2 separate regions of the Mus musculus genome follow, and region 2 is linked to region 1. A link is a contact called in public ChIA-PET data. All regions are on one chromosome and are shown on one strand. Each heading gives the region's core, a stretch centred on a gene start, on an enhancer-like site or on the middle of the called end of the contact. The rest is flanking DNA. Distances are from core to core; before and after follow the strand shown. Region 1 holds the start of Use1 (unconventional SNARE in the ER 1 homolog (S. cerevisiae)). Region 2 holds the start of Iqcn (IQ motif containing N).

Region 1 (3,956 bases), core at 382-2,881:
GGAAGCAAAAGAGGCCAAGAACAAAGAAGATAGCTTTCTTGTTTCCAAACTTCTGACCTTGATCAGCAAAATGCTGTTCTGCCTGTGAACTGCTTTTTGCCCACTCTCCCTGGTCCCAGATCCCTCTCAATGGCCTAGCACTGTGCTGGGAACCATCCTCTTTCTCAGCCTCCCCTCAGGCAAAGATGACCCTGGGACCTCTTCCTGGGCTGGGAAAAATCAAGGGGGATGGGCAGGCATGAGGGCTGTGGGGTGGCAGGAACAGTCATGCTCAGCATGTCTCACCTCCAGATGGTTCCTGTGGGGAGGAGAGAGGAATGAGGCCATGCTCTTTGATATCTTCCCTAAATCTCTCTCTGCTTTGGGCTGACTCATGTAAAGCTGTGGGGCCAACTCTGGGGTTTAACCAGATGTGGTCCATTCTTCTTTGTTTTGCTAATTTTTTTTAAGACAGAGTTTCTCTGTGTAGCCCTGATTACTGGACTTATTCTGTAGAGCAAGCAGGCTGGCTTTGAACTCACAAAGATCTGCCTGCCTCTGCCTCCTCAGTGCTGAGGTTTAAAGACGTGTACTACCACCACCCAGCCAAATTCCTCTTCTTGAGCACAGTGCCTTCCTGGGGAAGCCTTGCCTAAGGCCCACTAGAGTTTGTGGTATTATTCCAGTCTTTCCCCTCTGAAGACTACTCTTTTTGCTATCCAGAGGTTGGTCCCAAGTACAAGGGAGGGAATCGTACCATGCCCAACAGCTCACTCCGCATCTCACTGGTGTAACGTGCCCTAGACTGCAAATGTACAGTCTTGGTGGCAGGCACCCGCTCCTTGGCTGTGGTGGGCACGCGGCCAGGAGCCAGGAACTGGTTAGCTAGAGCTTTTTCAGAGGAGGAGGTCTGAGGAGACATAGGAAGGGGAAGACGAGTTACTGGGGGGCTGTGCCCTGGTCCTAGGGGCTGTGGGGAACTGAGTGAGGCCCGCCTGAGGGATGGGAGGGCAGGCTCACCAACTTCTCGGCCTGCAGCATGCCCTTCAGAAAGTCCACTTTGCGGGAGTACTCGCTGATCACTTCTGAGGCCGGTTTACTGAAAGGCAGCAGGAAAAAGTTAGTCTGCTGCTGTGCCGTCGTAGGAGGTGGTGACTCGGTGCCCCCACACTCACCTTGCTTGAACTTTCAGGGCCTGCAGCATGTCTTCCAGGGCACCCACATACTGGGAGGGAAGGTATGGTGTCAGCCAAGCCAGTGGCCCAAGGCAGGAGCAAACCAGGGAGAGGGGTGGGACCCGGAGAGGAGTCAGAGAGGGGAGGGGACATAAGCGAAGACCTAGAATTGAGAGGGCGTGGCCTGTGCGTGAAGCTGTAGGGAGAAAACTAGGACGTCAGGGGTTACGCACGAGGGGCGTGTCGCCGCGGACCAGAAGGAGCGGAGACAGTGGCCTGTGGAGTTGGTTCGCAGGCCTTTGCGGCGGCGTGGGAATCCCTCACCTTCTCCAGTCGCCACTCGTCCGGTTCTCGTTTTTCTGCCGCCATCGACTCACAGCGACAAAGCAGCCGTACCAGGTTCAACTCCAACCGCGACGTCGCCAGCGGGCGATGATAGGCTCCTTCCGCCTGCGCCATCTTAGAAAAGGGCGGAAGTGCCTGAGTGAGGTCCTTCCCCTCCGAGGTCCGCCCTGCTACGCTTGGGACGGAAGTAGAGTTTTATTTCAAGCCGCAGTTTATTCAAAGATAAATCGTTTTCGTCCCTGTCTCTTTTTAAAATGATGGTCTTGATACCTGGCCTTTTTCGTTTTTTGAAGCAGAGTCTCTGTAGTCCATGTAGGCCCTGAACAGCCGATTATGTCCGGCGAGAATTCGTTGAAAGGACTGGAAAAGCCATTCCTCATCTTCCCTCGCCGGTCATTGCATTCCGCTTGTTCACCTCGCCTCTGCGCGCGCAGTGCACGTGTTTTCTACCTCTGTAGCGGGAACCTTGACCTGGGGTCTCCCCCGACCCTGCTTGATGACGTGTCAGTTGGGCGTTTCCATCTGGCCGGACCTGCTAGTTTCCAGTCCTGGCTGCCAGCATCCTGAGCTTTAATAAATCATGGTCCATGGCCCCCCCTTCCCTAGCTACCAGCAACTCTCTTTCATTTTAGGTTACATGTAGTCGGCTACATGATCGAGGCCCCGAAGGATGGAGAATATTGTACCTCCCGAAGAACTTAGCCAATGAGAAATTCAGGGATCAGGGAATGAATGCCATGAGGATTATAAAACAAGCCAGGATGCCCTGGAGCTGGATTTACCGTGGTTGTGAACCAATATTAGGTTTACCTCTTTCACTCGCATGTAACTTATGAGCATTAGAAATGCTAGACAAGCCGTCTCAGTCCACGTTTTTAGAAAAGATGCCTGTGACTCCGGGGATCTGACACCTCTGATTTCTTCACGTTTCATATGCACACACCAACACACAATTAAACATAACATTTTAACCTGGGCAGGGTGGTGGTAGGGTTTTAATCCTAGCACTCAGGAGAAAGAGGCAGGTGGATCTTTGAGTTTGAGGCCAGCTTGGTCTACAGAGAGAGTTCCAAGACAGCCAGGGCTACACAGAGAAACCCTGTCTCTAAAAAACTATTTAAACCTTAAAAAACAAAAATGATACTGGATCCCCGAGCACTGGAGTTATGGTGACTGTGAGGGCCATGTGATGCTGGTAATTGAATACTGAGCCTTGTTGCTTGTGGTTTGAATCAAAATGAGCCCATAGTAAACCACAGGCAGTGGCCATATTGGAGGAAGTACACCATGGGGTGGGGTGTGCTTTGAGGTCTCAAAAACTAGGCCTACTGGAATACAGTCCTTTTCCTGCTGCCTGCTGATTCAGATATGGACTCCTCAGCTACCTCTGTCTGAGTGTCACCATACTTCCTGACATGACAATGATGGACTAAACTCCTGTGAACCAGCCCCCCCCGCCCCCCAATTTTTCCTTTATAAAAGTTGCCATGGTCATGGTGTCTCTTCCCAGCAATAGAAGCCCTATGTCCTCTGAAAGAACAGTAAGCACTGTTCGGAGCTAGCTCTCACTATACAGCCCTGACTGGCCTCTTTTGAGATTAAAGGCCTGTGCCACACTAGTACCTGCACGCCATCCTGACTACCACACCCACAGAATGTGTCTCCTTTCTAAAGAGGAAAGATGCTGTGTTGTATGTATGTACCATTTTTTTGCTCTTCTGCTCACCTGCTGCTACAACCTGCATTACTTTGGGATTGACCGAAATGGAGTGACATGGAATAAAGAAACAACAGTCACACATACCTAAGACCTGGCATTGGGTGGGATGTCTTACATTTTAAATTTGATTATTTGTGTGTGCATGTGCTCTTGTGTCATACATCACAGTGCACACCTGGGGATTAGAGGACAACTTGTGGAATGGGTTCTCTCCTATTGAGTGGTTGAGCCTATCTGCCACTGCTTGTGACTGGCCTTCATAAGGACCAGAGCATAGCAGGTTTCCTGGGGTCCCATTCACTTCAGAAAATGTGCTATGGAATACTGAGTTCAGGGTCCACAAAGGAGCACTTCTGTGGAGTGACTGATGTGTTTATAAAAAGATAAAGAGAGGAGATATGTTTTGGTGGATGTGTAGTTAGGTATGGAGGAAGGGGGTACCTCCATGGGCCCATGCTGAGGCATCCCTTCCCCCTGAGGGACCATCCACACGATGGTATAGAATAGTTTATTCAATGCATGGGGAGGGTAGTTGAGGCAGAGAAAGGCAGAGAGAGAAAGAGAAAGAGGGAAGGAGGGAGGGGGGAAGAGAGAAGAGAAATAGAGGCTGGCCATGAACATGTAGAGAGAGGGGAGGGGGAAGAGTACAGTGAAGGAGCAAGAAGGCAAGAACAAGAGAAGTGAAGGGGGGAAAGCAGCCCCTTTTATGGCGAGTCAGGCAGGTAACTGTGTGGCAG
Region 2 (4,260 bases), core at 822-3,321, 670 kb after region 1:
CAAATTTTCATCCAAATCCCAGAACACTCATGTGTACAGAGACACCTGTGAGACAAAACCCCAGCATGCTAGGAGGAGCTGTCAGCAGGCTCACAATCAGCGATTGTCATCAGACCATGATGCCCATGTCACAGGGAAAGTGGGGCTTGGACCATGGGGAGCACAATTCATGGTAACCCCACCTACACAGTAAGTTCAAGGCTTCCCTGGGCTACATAAGGCCCTATTTAAAAAAGAAAAGGAAAGCCACCAGGTGATACAGGGCCTGATAAGAGTTCAGAGGGGGAGAAACAGGGTTATGGTGTGGGGATCGGAGAGGAAATGGAGGGGCACCAGGGCAGTGGTCTAGGGATGCCTGTGAGCACATCTCTGAGACCCCTCTGCTCCATCTTAGTCACACAGAGCAAGCCCACCCTACCTTGGTGCTGGAGAAGGAAAACAGGCTCACAGGGTTGGTGCCCAAGGGACAGTACCATCATGGCTTGAGGGACCCAAATACAATCTCTAAGGGCCTAGCTACCTACCGCAGTCCAGAGAATGCAGACATTCTTGGCAAGAGCTGGGTGACAGAGTGTGGTACCCCCACCAGCCCACTCACCTATCCCCAGAGCTGAAGCCACCAGCCCTGACAGCCAGCCTTGGGAACCGGGGCACCCAAATGTCTTTATGACTCCAGGTGAGTTCCGACCAATCCCCAGCAGCATTTAGGGGAAAGGGTTCTAGAGCTTGGAACTGGGGCCCCTGACAGGACAAGAGGATCTGAGCTGTCCTGATGGTCCAACAGGGAAGGAAAATTAGGGCTCTGAGCATAGAGCTAGCCTTCCCCCCTCTTGCCTTGTGTTTGGAGGGAGTTCTGTCACCACCTGACATAGCTGCTGAGCCTCCAAGATGTCCTGGAGACATCTCCTGGAGGGCATGAAAAGACACGTGCAAAGCTTCATATGGCCTGCAACAGTCAAGCACCGAGAGTTTATGGATTTTGGTGAGTTCCAGGCCAGCCTGGGCTGCATATGGAGACCCTGTGTAGAAAAAAATAAAAGGTCATGCAGTGTGAGCCACAGCCCTAGGAGGGGGCAGATGGAGTGAAGCCAATGTTCTGGGCCACCTCCCCAGGCTGGGCTCATACCCAGTGTGAGTCATAGATGCTCCAGCCAAGGCTGACACACACCTTGGCCTATGCACAGCAGGCTCAAGCCAGAACCACTTCGCCTGGCCAAGGGGCTACTAGAACAAGGCCTCTATGCAAAGAGCAGACATACAACCCTGTGGCTTTTCCCTGCCTCTCTCCTCTGTCCTTTAGCTGTTGTGAGCACTTCTAGTGAGCCTTTTGTTTCTTTGGGCACCTAGATATGGTGGTCTTAGCCCATGTGCTAGATGAGACTCAGGGAAAGAAATGTACTTGAATTGCAGAGCCAGCCTTTCAATGCTGGGGAACAGAACTCTGAGCCCAGGCCCCCTGGGCACATGATGTGCTCTGTCAAGAGTCCTTGGTGTTTTGAGATAGGCTCCTTATATACCCCAGGCTGGACTGAAACTCATGGCCCTTCTGCCTCTACATTGCAAGTGCTTAAGTCACAGGCTTGCAGGGCCCAGCCTGGCTCTGATCAGCTGACTGGAAACACTCCCAACATCAACAAAACCTCATTGGGCCGCTGTGGTGGCACATGCCTTTAGTCCCAGAGGTGGGAAAAACTGAGTTCGAGGCCAGTCTGGGCTATACAGTAAGACATCATCTCAAACAACACAAATCTTTATAAAGATCCAGATTCCATCTAACACTACAAAAGCAGAACACTGCAGACACTGGTGTACATGGTATCCCAACATTTCAAGGGCCAAAGGAGAGGTCAGAGTTCAAATTTCTACTATGCTGTTCACAGCCTGTAGAACAGGTTTCTGGGCCACTGCTGTGTAATAGGGGTACAATAATCTTGGCCCAGCTGGGCAGTGGTGGCACACACCTTTGATCCCAGCACTTGGGAGGCAGAGGCAGGAGGATTTCTGAGTTTGAGGTCAGCTTGGTCTATAAAGTGAGTTCCAGGATAGCCAAGGCTACAGGAGAAAAACCCTGTCTCAAAAAAAAAAAAAAACCCACAAAACAACAATAATAATAATCATCTTGGCCCTGAGAGGGACAGGGAAGAGGGGAACCAAGATCAGGACACCCCCTTTTCAGAGCACATAAGATAGAGGCCCACAAAGGAAGAGTATAGCTTTCATAGCTGCTGCAAAACTCCACCATGGTACCCAAGCTGGAACTCTTATGTGCCCGAAGCTCAGGAGAGTGCCTGCCCAGGAAACTCAGCCCTGGGCTCCATCCTCACACTGTATGAACTAGATTGTCATCCCAGCATCCAGGGAACCTATGTTCAAGCCTTTTCATTACTAGCTTTAGTCTTACTAGACAGGGTGTGTAGCCTGGGCTGGTCTAGGATTGAGGAGTCTCCCGCCTCGGCCTCCCAAATGTTAGGATGATGCCAGAACCAAGCTGGACCCACAAGAGTTCCATTCAGGGCGGGCAGGCAGGCACTCAGCAGCTGTCTAGGGACACCTGCCACCCACTGGGACTTACCATGTGACCTATCACCCACAGTGACACCCTGAGAGCCTCAAGACCCAGGGTCTCAACAGCAGTGGCCAGGGCTGACAGGAAACTGTATATATAACATGGGGGAGGGGAGGGGAGACGAGACCTAGGGTCAGATGTTCCCACTGGGCTGAGCTGGACGACCTTGATTAATCTGCTCTAAGCCCAGGGCACTGAAAACGGAGATGAAACAGGCAGGTGTGATGGCACATACCTTTAACCCCAGCACTCAGGAAGCAGAGGCAGGGGGAGCTCTGGCTGGTCTGCATAGAAAGTTCCAGAACAGTCAAGACTACATGAAGTATCCTTGTCTCAAAAATAAAGATGCTATGTGACTCAAGACAATTGCTTTACTTCGCTGAATATTGTTTCCTCAAAATAGAGCAGGTGCTGCGAGAAGGGGGCGTGTCAGGGAGATATTTAAATGCACCTACATGATTCTAGGCTCCCACATAGACTTGCAGAGAAGGCTCTGGGTCTGAGGTACCCTTTGAAACCAACAAAGGCGAATAAAATCTAGTGAGCACAGGCTGCAAGCCCAGCTCTTTTCTGTATGGATGAATCCCGGAGGCCCCAAGCTTGTAAGCACTTCCTTCTGCCCCTTCCCATGTAGTCACTCTTCTTCCTAAAGGATATACCAGCTAAATTGATAGGCTAGTCCAGGATTGCGTCCTGGTGCCACCTGGACCTGGGCCGACAGCGTGCACCTAGGTGGCGCTCGCTGCGCAGCAGATGTGCAGGCACGGCCCGCGCCCACGCCGCGTTCCCCCCCCCCAGGGGGGGGGGGAAGAAGGGGAGGAAAGAGGTTAGAGGAGGAGGGAGGGGGATGGGAGAGGGCTAGCCCCGCCCACCCTCAGCCCAGGCGGGGGAAGAAGGAGGCGGACAGCCAAGCTGGCGTAACGAAGACTTTACTGAAAACACAAAACCGGCGAACCAAGGATTACGGAACAGGAATGTGGACTCGTAGCAAAACAAAACCAAACAAAAAGAGAGGGGATGGTGTCGGGAGGAGAGAGAGCGGGGGGGGGGGGAGGGGAGAGGGTTTTTTTTTTCTTCTTCCCGTTTCTTTAAAAAACCAACACAAGGAAACACACACTCAACACGCAACCAACGTTTGTTCCCGAGTAGAAACATAAATAGGGCGGAATCGGACACTCCCGTTCTCTCTTCCAAAAGGCAAAAAAAAAAGGAAAGGCAGAGCGTGAGGCTGCGCGCCCCTTAGAGCCCCTACTCGGAGGTACAAAGGGGCAGCCACGCGCAGGACTGGGGGTAGAGAGGCGGCGCGAGGGCGGGGGTCGTGCGCTCGGGTTCCCCATCCAGAGTTAAGGGGGGTCCGGCTTGTCGAGTCCGGGGGCACCGAGTCTCGAAAGAGTCCGGGGCGCCCCCCCACCGCAGCTAGTCCGCGCATGCGCCCCGCGCTCGGGCTCAGTACGCCGGGACCTGGTGCTGGGGCAGCAGCTGGCAGCCGCTGTTGACGTGGCTGAGGACTTTCTGTTTGAGCTGCGCCACCTGCTCGCGCAGCAGGCTGGCGGTGGACGCCAGCTCGGTGTTCTGGCTTTTGAGGGTCTTGACTTTCTCCTCCAGGCGCGAGATACGCTCCAGCTTGCGCTTGCGGCATTTGGAGGCGGCGATGCGGTTGCGCAGCCTCTTGCGCTCCGCCTTGATGCGTTCTT

The links. ChIA-PET counts read pairs in DNA pulled down with a chosen protein or histone mark.
Region 2: a contact with region 1 is called in an RNA polymerase II ChIA-PET map of memory CD8 T cells, with 76 read pairs. The contact joins the promoter of Iqcn here to the promoter of Use1 in region 1. A contact is called at or near these places in 4 of 39 promoter capture datasets (cranial neural crest, embryonic stem cells, hippocampal neurons and 1 more), 3 of 484 Hi-C or Micro-C datasets (embryonic stem cells and stem cell-derived neural progenitor cells), 10 of 115 datasets of contacts at active chromatin or transcription factors (VIP interneurons, embryonic limb bud, embryonic midbrain and 2 more) and 3 of 9 other capture datasets (adipose tissue, embryonic stem cells and liver).

The regions. Positions count from the first base shown.
Region 1 is chr8:71,364,892-71,368,847 of GRCm38.p6, reverse strand. It overlaps Use1 (unconventional SNARE in the ER 1 homolog (S. cerevisiae)), which reads right to left and starts at 1,631. Exons shown (of 8, transcript NM_025917.4): 1 at 1,479-1,631; 2 at 1,155-1,204; 3 at 1,000-1,078; 4 at 737-889; 5 at 286-298. The coding sequence starts at 1,613.
Region 2 is chr8:70,699,836-70,704,095 of GRCm38.p6, reverse strand. Iqcn (IQ motif containing N) reads right to left here and starts at 2,071. Exons shown (of 4, transcript NM_001370847.1): 1 at 525-2,071. It overlaps Jund (jun D proto-oncogene), which reads right to left. Exons shown (of 1, transcript NM_010592.5): 1 at 3,480-4,260. The coding sequence ends at 4,013.